Regions from separate parts of the Ovis aries genome. Here region 1 is linked to region 2. Evidence: chromatin contacts called from public Hi-C data. All regions are on one chromosome and are shown on one strand. The core of a region is the stretch at or near the end of the contact, and the rest is flanking DNA. Distances in the headings are between cores, read along the strand shown. Region 1 has its middle 46 kb from the start of TRNAC-ACA. Region 2 holds the start of ANKRD44 (ankyrin repeat domain 44).

Region 1 (4,271 bases), core at 1,569-4,068, 56 kb after region 2:
GACTCCTGAAAGTCCCTTGGACAGCAAAGAGACCAAACCAGTCCATCTTAAGGGAGAAAGACCCTGGGTACTCACTGGAAGGACTGATGCTGAAGTTGAAGCTCCAGTATTTTGGTCATCTGATGCACACAGACGACTCACTGGAAGCCACTGACACTGGAAAGATCGAGGGCAGAAGGAGAAGAGGGCATCAGAGGTTGAGATGGCTGGACAGCATCACCAACACAAGGACCACTAACTTGGTCAAACTCTGGGAGATGGTGAGGGAGAGGGAGGCCCAGCGTCCTGCAGTTCACCGGGTGGCAAAGAGTCAGACACGACTAGGCGCCTGAACAACAATTTAATTAAAAGCCTTTTGGTAAAGATAGCTAACTATAGGTAAAATTTTAATAAGGAGGGAGTGAGTACCTGGTGTAAAGAGATGGACAAACCCAAGAATGGACTTTCATTTGCTCTGACTAGCTTGGCAAGTTCAAGTTCTAGTACTTCGATAGCAACTAGTCACATACCAGCCCCTCTCTATGCTTTGAATTCTGAGTCTGAGTCTAGACTTGTTAAGAAAGCACCTCCAGGACCCAGATGCTCACTTTGATTAGCTCAGAACCAGGATGAAGAAGCACAGAAATCTTCTGAATACAAAACATATGTTACATATAGTCTGCTACTACTGTCACTTATGCCAAGTGAATAAATACTCAAGAAAGACTCTTGTGGACATGTGATTTATTAGCATCTGAGTCCTTTTACCTGGTTGATGTGGAAGGTGGAGGGGTGTACCCTGGTTCAAGATTGCCTTTTTCTCTTTGTTTTCTTTTCCTTTTTTTCTTTTTGGTCGCATCTGTAAAGCATTTTGCTTTCTAATTATGGATTACAGAGTGCTTTCACGGCTCATGTTACTGTCTTCAACTTCAAGCCCCTCTTTCTACCCCCACTCTTAAATACAAAATAAAATGAAAAAAGAAGCCAGTGGAATTTATTTTCCTCTCTCTGTAGCAGATGTTAAACTTTTAAAATGAAGGAATATTAAAAGAGGCCTCTTTTTATACCACAGCCACTGCCCCCGCATCCTGAGTCCCAGCCTGGAGAGGAAGCCTCACTGATCCTTTTATGCAGGGTGCTGACAGAGGCCTGGAGTGGGGGGCTGGCTCATCGTGGGCCTTGGGCAAGACTGAATCTCTCTGGGTCTCAGTTTACTCATCTGAGGGACGTTGGATGAAAGAATCTCTGAAGTTATTCCAAATCCTAAGGGTCAATGAATTTTCTTAAAAGTTCAAACGTAAAACCACTGTCCATTCCTATGAGAAAAGTCACTTTCTTTTTTCCAGTTCCTCTTCTCAATAACCAGGGAGCATTTCATTCCTTTGAGTTTATTGCTTTGTTTAGGTTTGTTGCTCATCTCAGCAACTTGGGGTGAAAGGTCTCTATTAAAGTACATGTTCAAGAAGCTGTTCCTTTAATTCAGAGATGTAGTTTTAATCTGTTTAGAGAGTTTCACAAGACAAATATCAGTACTTCCCTGCTTCAATATTTCTAATGTGAGAACTATTTATTGTTCATGTCTGATCATAGCCCCTGTATGTTACTAAATTCTCTCTCTTCCCAGAACCTCTCTTTCTCTCCCTACCCCATACATACACATGTGTGTGTTATGATCCTTTTATCTAACTCAGTTCTTCAAATTGAGGTCAAGAATTTTTTTACTTCCATCCTGCCTTGTGTGTGTGCATGCATGCTCAGTGGTGTCTGACTCTTTGTGACCCCATGGACTGTAGCTGGCCAGGCTCCTCTGTCCATGGAATTTTCCAGGCAAGACAACTGGAATGGGTTGCCATTTTCTACTCCAGGGGATCTTCCCAACCCAGGGGTCGAACCCATGTCTCCTGCATTGACAGGCAGATTCTCTACCATTGCGCCACCTGCTGCTGCTACTGCTAAGTCGCTTCAGCCGTGTTCGACTCTGTACGACCCCATAGACGGCAGCCCATCAGGCTCCCCCATCCCTGGGATTCTCCAGGCAAGAACACTGGAGTGGGTTGCCATTTCCTTCTCCAATGCATGAAAGTGGAAAGTGAAAAGTGAAAGTGAAGTCGCTCAGTCGTGTCTGAGTCTTAGCGACCCCATGGACTGCAGCCTACCAAGCTCCTCCATCCATGGGGTTTTCCAGGCAAGAGTACTGGAGTGGGGTGCCATTGCGCCACCTGGGAAGTGCCAAAAGCCTAGGAGCACCATCCAATTCACAAGTGTCCATCTCTCGCTTTTTAAAAAATTATTCAATTAAAATGATGTCTGATAAACATCATTACCTCACAATGCTCAGACTATAGATTTTTATGAATGGAAGTTCTTGAGTGTGCCTTTTTAGACAACCTGATCAGATTCTTCCTTTAAAAGTGGGTTAGAGAGAAAATGATGGGCTAAAAAGAACTTTATTTGCGCTTTCTTTTTCCTTAGAGACTAGAATTGTAAGCATGAGCACTTTAGCACACAGTCACGGCCAGCCAGCATAGTAGAGGATGGTAAGAAAAAGCAAGATCCACGTTTACACAACTCCTTTTCAACTCAAGTAAATGCCTGAGGCCAGTTCACTTAAGACTTATTTAAATTTTACAGCTTATTTTTACAGCATCTAAGCCTCTGATTCTGCCCAATTTTGTTATATTTCAACAAATGAAAGGTGATTTTGCTGTTAAGCTGCCTCAAGAACTGAAACATTTGCTCAAGAGAAACACAAGAAGCCAGCGAACATAGGCTGGGTTCATATTTCTCATCGTTATCACCCAAGAACATCTAGCAAGTTTTTTTTCTTCTTCCTTGTGGGGAAGTTTGAAGCTTCAAGGCCCAACTCAGAGCCACATGGTTTTCATTTCCTGGCCTCCTCCCTCAGCTGCTGCAACACCCGCAGCACACACAAAAGCCCCATCCTCTGTGTGCAGACTCAAGACGCTGTCGCTTATACATTTTTCACAGGAGCAAATGAGGCATAAAAAGTCCACACTCTGCATACATATCAGTCCACATAATAAATGGCCGCTTGCTGGTCCCATTCCATCTCTTGATTTGTATGAACATTTGTAGTTTGTTCAGACCTTCACAGCTTACAAAGCACTTTCACCTTCATTAATCTCACAGAACCATTGCTGCAAGCCTGAGAGGATCACTTTTCTCTTCATGTACAAATGGCAAATGACTGTGTGGAGAGGGGAGGTGACTGGCCAAGGTCACAGAGTCAGAGGCAGAAGCAGGACTCAACCCCAACCTCTGACCCTGAATTCAGGGGTGGTTTTTCTCCCCCACAACTATAACCTGTGCAATGTTCTTTCTTGTTAAATTGGAGATATAAATGAATGAGGGCCTGCATGGGTAAGGCTGGGTTCCAGAAAAGCTTGTCTTGGAAAATGCAGTGTGAAGGGGTACTAACAACTCAGGCTATGGAGCCAAATAGCCTACATGTGAGCTCTGCTTCCTAATAACTGTGTAATATTGCATAATTCCAGGGGGCTTTGTTCCCATGGTACTTTCTGTCAGTGTAGTCCCTAGAGGTGTTCAGTGCAGCTGTCCTGGGGATTGCTTACCTCCCTGTGACTCTGTTGTCCCAGCTGAGAAATGGGCAGAGTCATGACTATTTCCCAGGCTGTTGTGGCAACAGAATAAAATAAAGCATGGCCTGACCCAGTAAAAGACACTTCAAGATGCCCTGTCCTCCTTAGATAAGTCTCCACCTTTATCCTTTTCCATGGAAAAGTTTGCCTCTGATAAAAAATGTCTGCTTATTTTCTCCACATTCTCTCCTATACCAACAGCTGGGCCACCCTGTGATCCCATCACGGCAGTCACCACGTACTGGACCAGGCAGTGTGCTCAACCTGAACGTGCATGCTCTCCCTTGATCCTGTCTTTCTGCATCTCCCCTGTCCCATCACTGAACCTGGTGAATGAGCATGATGAGTTTCCAGGGGAGTCTGGATGCGAAAATTCTCACCCAGATTCTGCCAATAACACCCTAGGTGACCAAAGGACCGGGATGTCCCCTGAGTCTCATCTAACTCATCTAGTAGGAGAGGTTTCTAATACCTATCCTGTGCCTAAGAGAATTGCTGTCTCTACAAGTAGGATGAAACATTAAAGCTAATGAAAGAAGCTCCAAATTATTATGAAAAGAAATGGCCAGGCTCTTATTACCTGCAAAGGGCCAGTTTTAAAAACTGCCTCCAAATACAAATGGAACTTAACAGACAAGGATGGGGACAAGGTACTGCAGCAACCTGGGAAGA
Region 2 (3,772 bases), core at 35-2,534:
GTAAATACAGAAAGCAAAGCAAAACTTTGACTCTAAAGGCAGGAGAACAAATTACTGTGGTGATTGATTGCACTTAAGTCTCAGGAAGTTCTGGCTAGATACTGAGGACAGGGAGGCACCAGATGCAACCCACTTGAGAAGTATGAGATGTTTAAACACCAAGGGCTGGCATGTTTGACCGCCTGTGTCAAAGTCAAGTCTGCCTCTCCGCCTACCAGGACCTCAAAACAATGTTCATTTCACTATCCATGAATAAATGGCAAAAGAAATAAAAGGAAGCTGTTTCCTTTTTTCGTAGGAGGAGTTACAGAGTTTTGTCATACAACTTGGCTGGGCGCTTGTGTCAATGCCCTCAGAGCAGCAGCGTCCGAAAAGGTAGGGGTGTCTCGTGCCTCAGACCTCCAGCGAGGACTGTCAACCGAGCTAGCAAACATCCCCACCTCTCCAAGCAAAGGGCTCTAGAGCTACCCCGTGCTATGGCTTAGCCGGAAAGCGACAAAGCTCATCAACACAGGCAGAGGGTAGCCCACCGACTGTGAGTGGAACCCCGGGCCGAACTTCACCTCCTCTAGGGACAGCCGTGCCTGAGATCTCCATCGTGCACGACGCACACACAGCCCCTGGGCTACCAAAGAGGAAGTCAGGGTGTCACGTCAAAAGGATAAAGACAGCCCGACCACACGAGAGCCACGGTCTGGGCCGGTCTCCAGCTTGGCTGGGAAAAGGGTCCCAGGCTGCGATCCTTCTCCCTCTCCATCCACCTTCCTCTTCCCGGCGGCGCGCATCAGCCTCTCTCCCGCCCGCCCGGGCTGGAGGAGCCCAAGCTGCGCAGCGCCGGAGGAGCACCTCGAGCCTCCCCTCCCCCTGCCCAGCCCGGGCCCGTGGACAACGCACCCCCGCACGCCAGCTAGAGCCCCGCCGCCCCTTCCCCAACCCCCGGGGCGCCCCAGCCGCCGAGCCGAGCGCGCAGTTCCGACGGCCCAGGGCGGGGACCGAGCCGGGGAGGAGGGCTGCAGCCGCCGGCTTTCGGAGCAGCCGGCGGCCGCACACACTCCTCCCCTTCGCCGCGAGTAAACAGCTCGCGGGCGCGCTCCGTGCCGCGCCCCCATCCCCCTGCCGGGGCTCCGCGCCGCCCTGCGCCCGCGCGTCCCGCCCGCCGGCGCCGCCGCCCCCTACCTGGTCGGTGAGTTTGAGCACTGCCATTCTTCCGCTCCTTCGCGCGCACACACATACAGGTCCCCGGTCCGCAGATGTCACGCCAGGAGCCGGGGAAGCGGAAGGGATTGCCAAGGGAAGGGAAAAAAATCTGGCTCCCGAATTTGACAGCCCTCCCCCTGCTCCTCCTCCTCCTCCGCCTTCTCCTCCTCCTCCCGCCGAGAGGCTGACACTGGCTAGTAGGGTTTGCAGCCGAGCCCGCCCGCCTTTATACAGGAAGTACCGGCTGCTGCCAGCCGGGCCGCCACTGACATCACCGCGCGTTGCCTCGCTCGCCGCCGCGCCGCCTGGGCCGACGCTGCCTCCTGCCGCCCGCGGGCGCGCCTCGCAGCCCGCGGCTCAGGGTGCTCCCCGGCTCCCGCACCGGGCGCGCCACGGTAGGGTCAGACTGCCGCCTGCTTTCCGCACCTGCACACTGCGCGCGGGCTAGCGGGACCGGGCCCCCCGGTCGCCCACGCTGCCCCCCACGCAGAGCGTACACGTTTAGAGGCCCCCGGGCTGGGGAGGGGTGGGGGGTTGCTGATCGTGACCCCTCCCCTCGCCCTGTCTCACACACCGTCCCCCCCCCCACACACACACACACACAACCTCGTGAGCACTCCCTGTGGATACACCCGAGGGGCAATAAAGGCTGCATTCACTTGTAGCCAATTTCAAATCAGGAGATTGGACCACACGCCTTCCTCTAAACCTCTCCCTAGTCCGGAATCCGCCCAGCTCTTCAAATCATCCCACCTGGTCAGGGACCGCAAGGCTGGTGCTCTCTTTGTTTAATACAAGGAGACCCTGACTCATTCTTTAGCTAGTTTTTGTGAAACTCTTGGAGGGTAGGGAGGTGGGGCTCTGGCCCTTTTACCTTGTTCTCCAGCTACCTCCCTGCTAGACACGCAGAACCCCATCGTTAAATTCAAACATTGGGTTTTGATTTGGGGACGAAGAAGATGGAGCAACGTTACAGGAGAAGAAAAGGTCTTGTACTGCTGCGTTAATTGGTTTTTTGAGGGTTTCCACCAGTTGACCCACTCATTTCTACAAAATCCAGTTACCCTACTCTTCAACAGATAGAAGACCCAGCTGTAAAAGAGCATGGGACACACACACAACAGTAGTATATGTAATCATAGTAAAGTGTTAACCAGACCACCTGACCTGCCTCTTGAGAAATCTGTATGCAGGTCAGAAAGCAACAGTTAGAACTGGACATGGAACAACAGACTGGTTCCAAATAGGAAAAGGAGTACGTCAAAGCTGTATATTGTCACCCTGCTTATTTAATTTATATGCAGAGTACACCATGAGAAACACTGGACTGGAAGAAACACAGGCTGGAATCAAGATTGCCGGGAGAAATATCTATAACATCAGATATGCAGATGACACCACCCTTATGGCAGAAAGTGAAGAGGAACTCAAAAGCCTCTTGATGAAAGTGAAAGAGGAGAGTGAAAAAGTTGACTTAAAGTTCAACATTCAGAAAACGAAGATCATGGCATCTGGTCCCATCACTTCATGGGAAATAGATGGGGAAACAGTGGAAACAGTGTCAGACTTTATTTTTTGGGCTCCAAACTCACTGCAGATGGTGACTGCAGCCATGAAATTAAAAGACACTCCTTGGAAGAAAAGTTATGACCAACCTAGATAGCATATTCAAAAGCAGAGACATTACTTTGCCGACGAAGGTCCATCTAGTCAAGGCTATGGTTTTTCCTGTGGTCATGTATGGATGTGAGAGTTGGACTGTGAAGAAGGCTGAGCACCAAAGAATTGATGCTTTTGAACTGTGGTGTTGGAGAAGACTTTTGAGAGTCCCTTGGACTGCAAGGAGATCCAACCAGTCCATTCTGAAGGAGATCAGCCCTGGGATTTCCTTCGCAGGAATGATGCTAAAGCTGAAGCTCCAGTACTTTGGCCACCTCATGTGAAGAGTTGACTCACTGGAAAAGACTTTGATGCTGAGAGGGGTTGGGGGCAGGAGGAGAAGAGGACGACAGAGGATGAGATGGCTGGATGGCATCACAGACTCGATGGACGTGAGTCTGAGTGAACTCCAGGAGTTGGTGATGGACAGGGAGGCCTGGCGTGCTGTGATTCATGGGGTCGCAAAGAGTCGGACACGACTGAGCGACTGAACTGAACTGAACTGAATACTTGTGGAATTTGGAGCAAATGCTTATTCATTCCTGGAGAAGGAAATGGCAACCCATTCCAGATTCTTGCTGCCTGGAGAATCCCCATGGACAGAGGAGCCTGGTGAGCTACAGTCCGCAGAGTCGCAAAGAGTGGAACAGATGGAGAACAGTGTGGAGATTCCTTTAAAAATTGCAAATAGAACTACCTTATGACCCAGCAATCCCACTGCTGGGCATACACACCGAGGAAACCAGAATTGAAAGAGACACATGTACCCTAATGTTCATCGCAGCACTGTTTATAATAGCCAGGACATGGGAACAACCTAGATGTCCATCAGCAGATGAATGGATAAGAAAGCTGTGGTACATATACACAATGGAGTATTACTCAGCCGTTAAAAAGAATTCATTTGAATCAGTTC

The links. A called contact is a pair of places that touch in the nucleus more often than the background predicts.
Region 1: a contact with region 2 is called in a Hi-C map of blood, with 1.8 times the contacts expected there. The contact joins the enhancer-like site here to the promoter of ANKRD44 in region 2. A contact is called at or near these places in 4 of 16 Hi-C or Micro-C datasets (blood, hypothalamus and tail adipose tissue).

The regions. Positions count from the first base shown.
Region 1 is chr2:199,679,168-199,683,438 of ARS-UI_Ramb_v3.0, forward strand. It overlaps the pseudogene LOC101123614. Among named protein-coding and RNA genes, the nearest start is that of TRNAC-ACA, 46 kb to the left of the region's middle. Within about 2 kb of position 2,819, at least 9 of the 54 cell types and tissues checked have an H3K27ac peak or open chromatin away from gene starts, as enhancers often do.
Region 2 is chr2:199,624,766-199,628,537 of ARS-UI_Ramb_v3.0, forward strand. ANKRD44 (ankyrin repeat domain 44) reads right to left here and starts at 1,285. Exons shown (of 28, transcript XM_042244028.2): 1 at 1,177-1,285. The coding sequence starts at 1,203.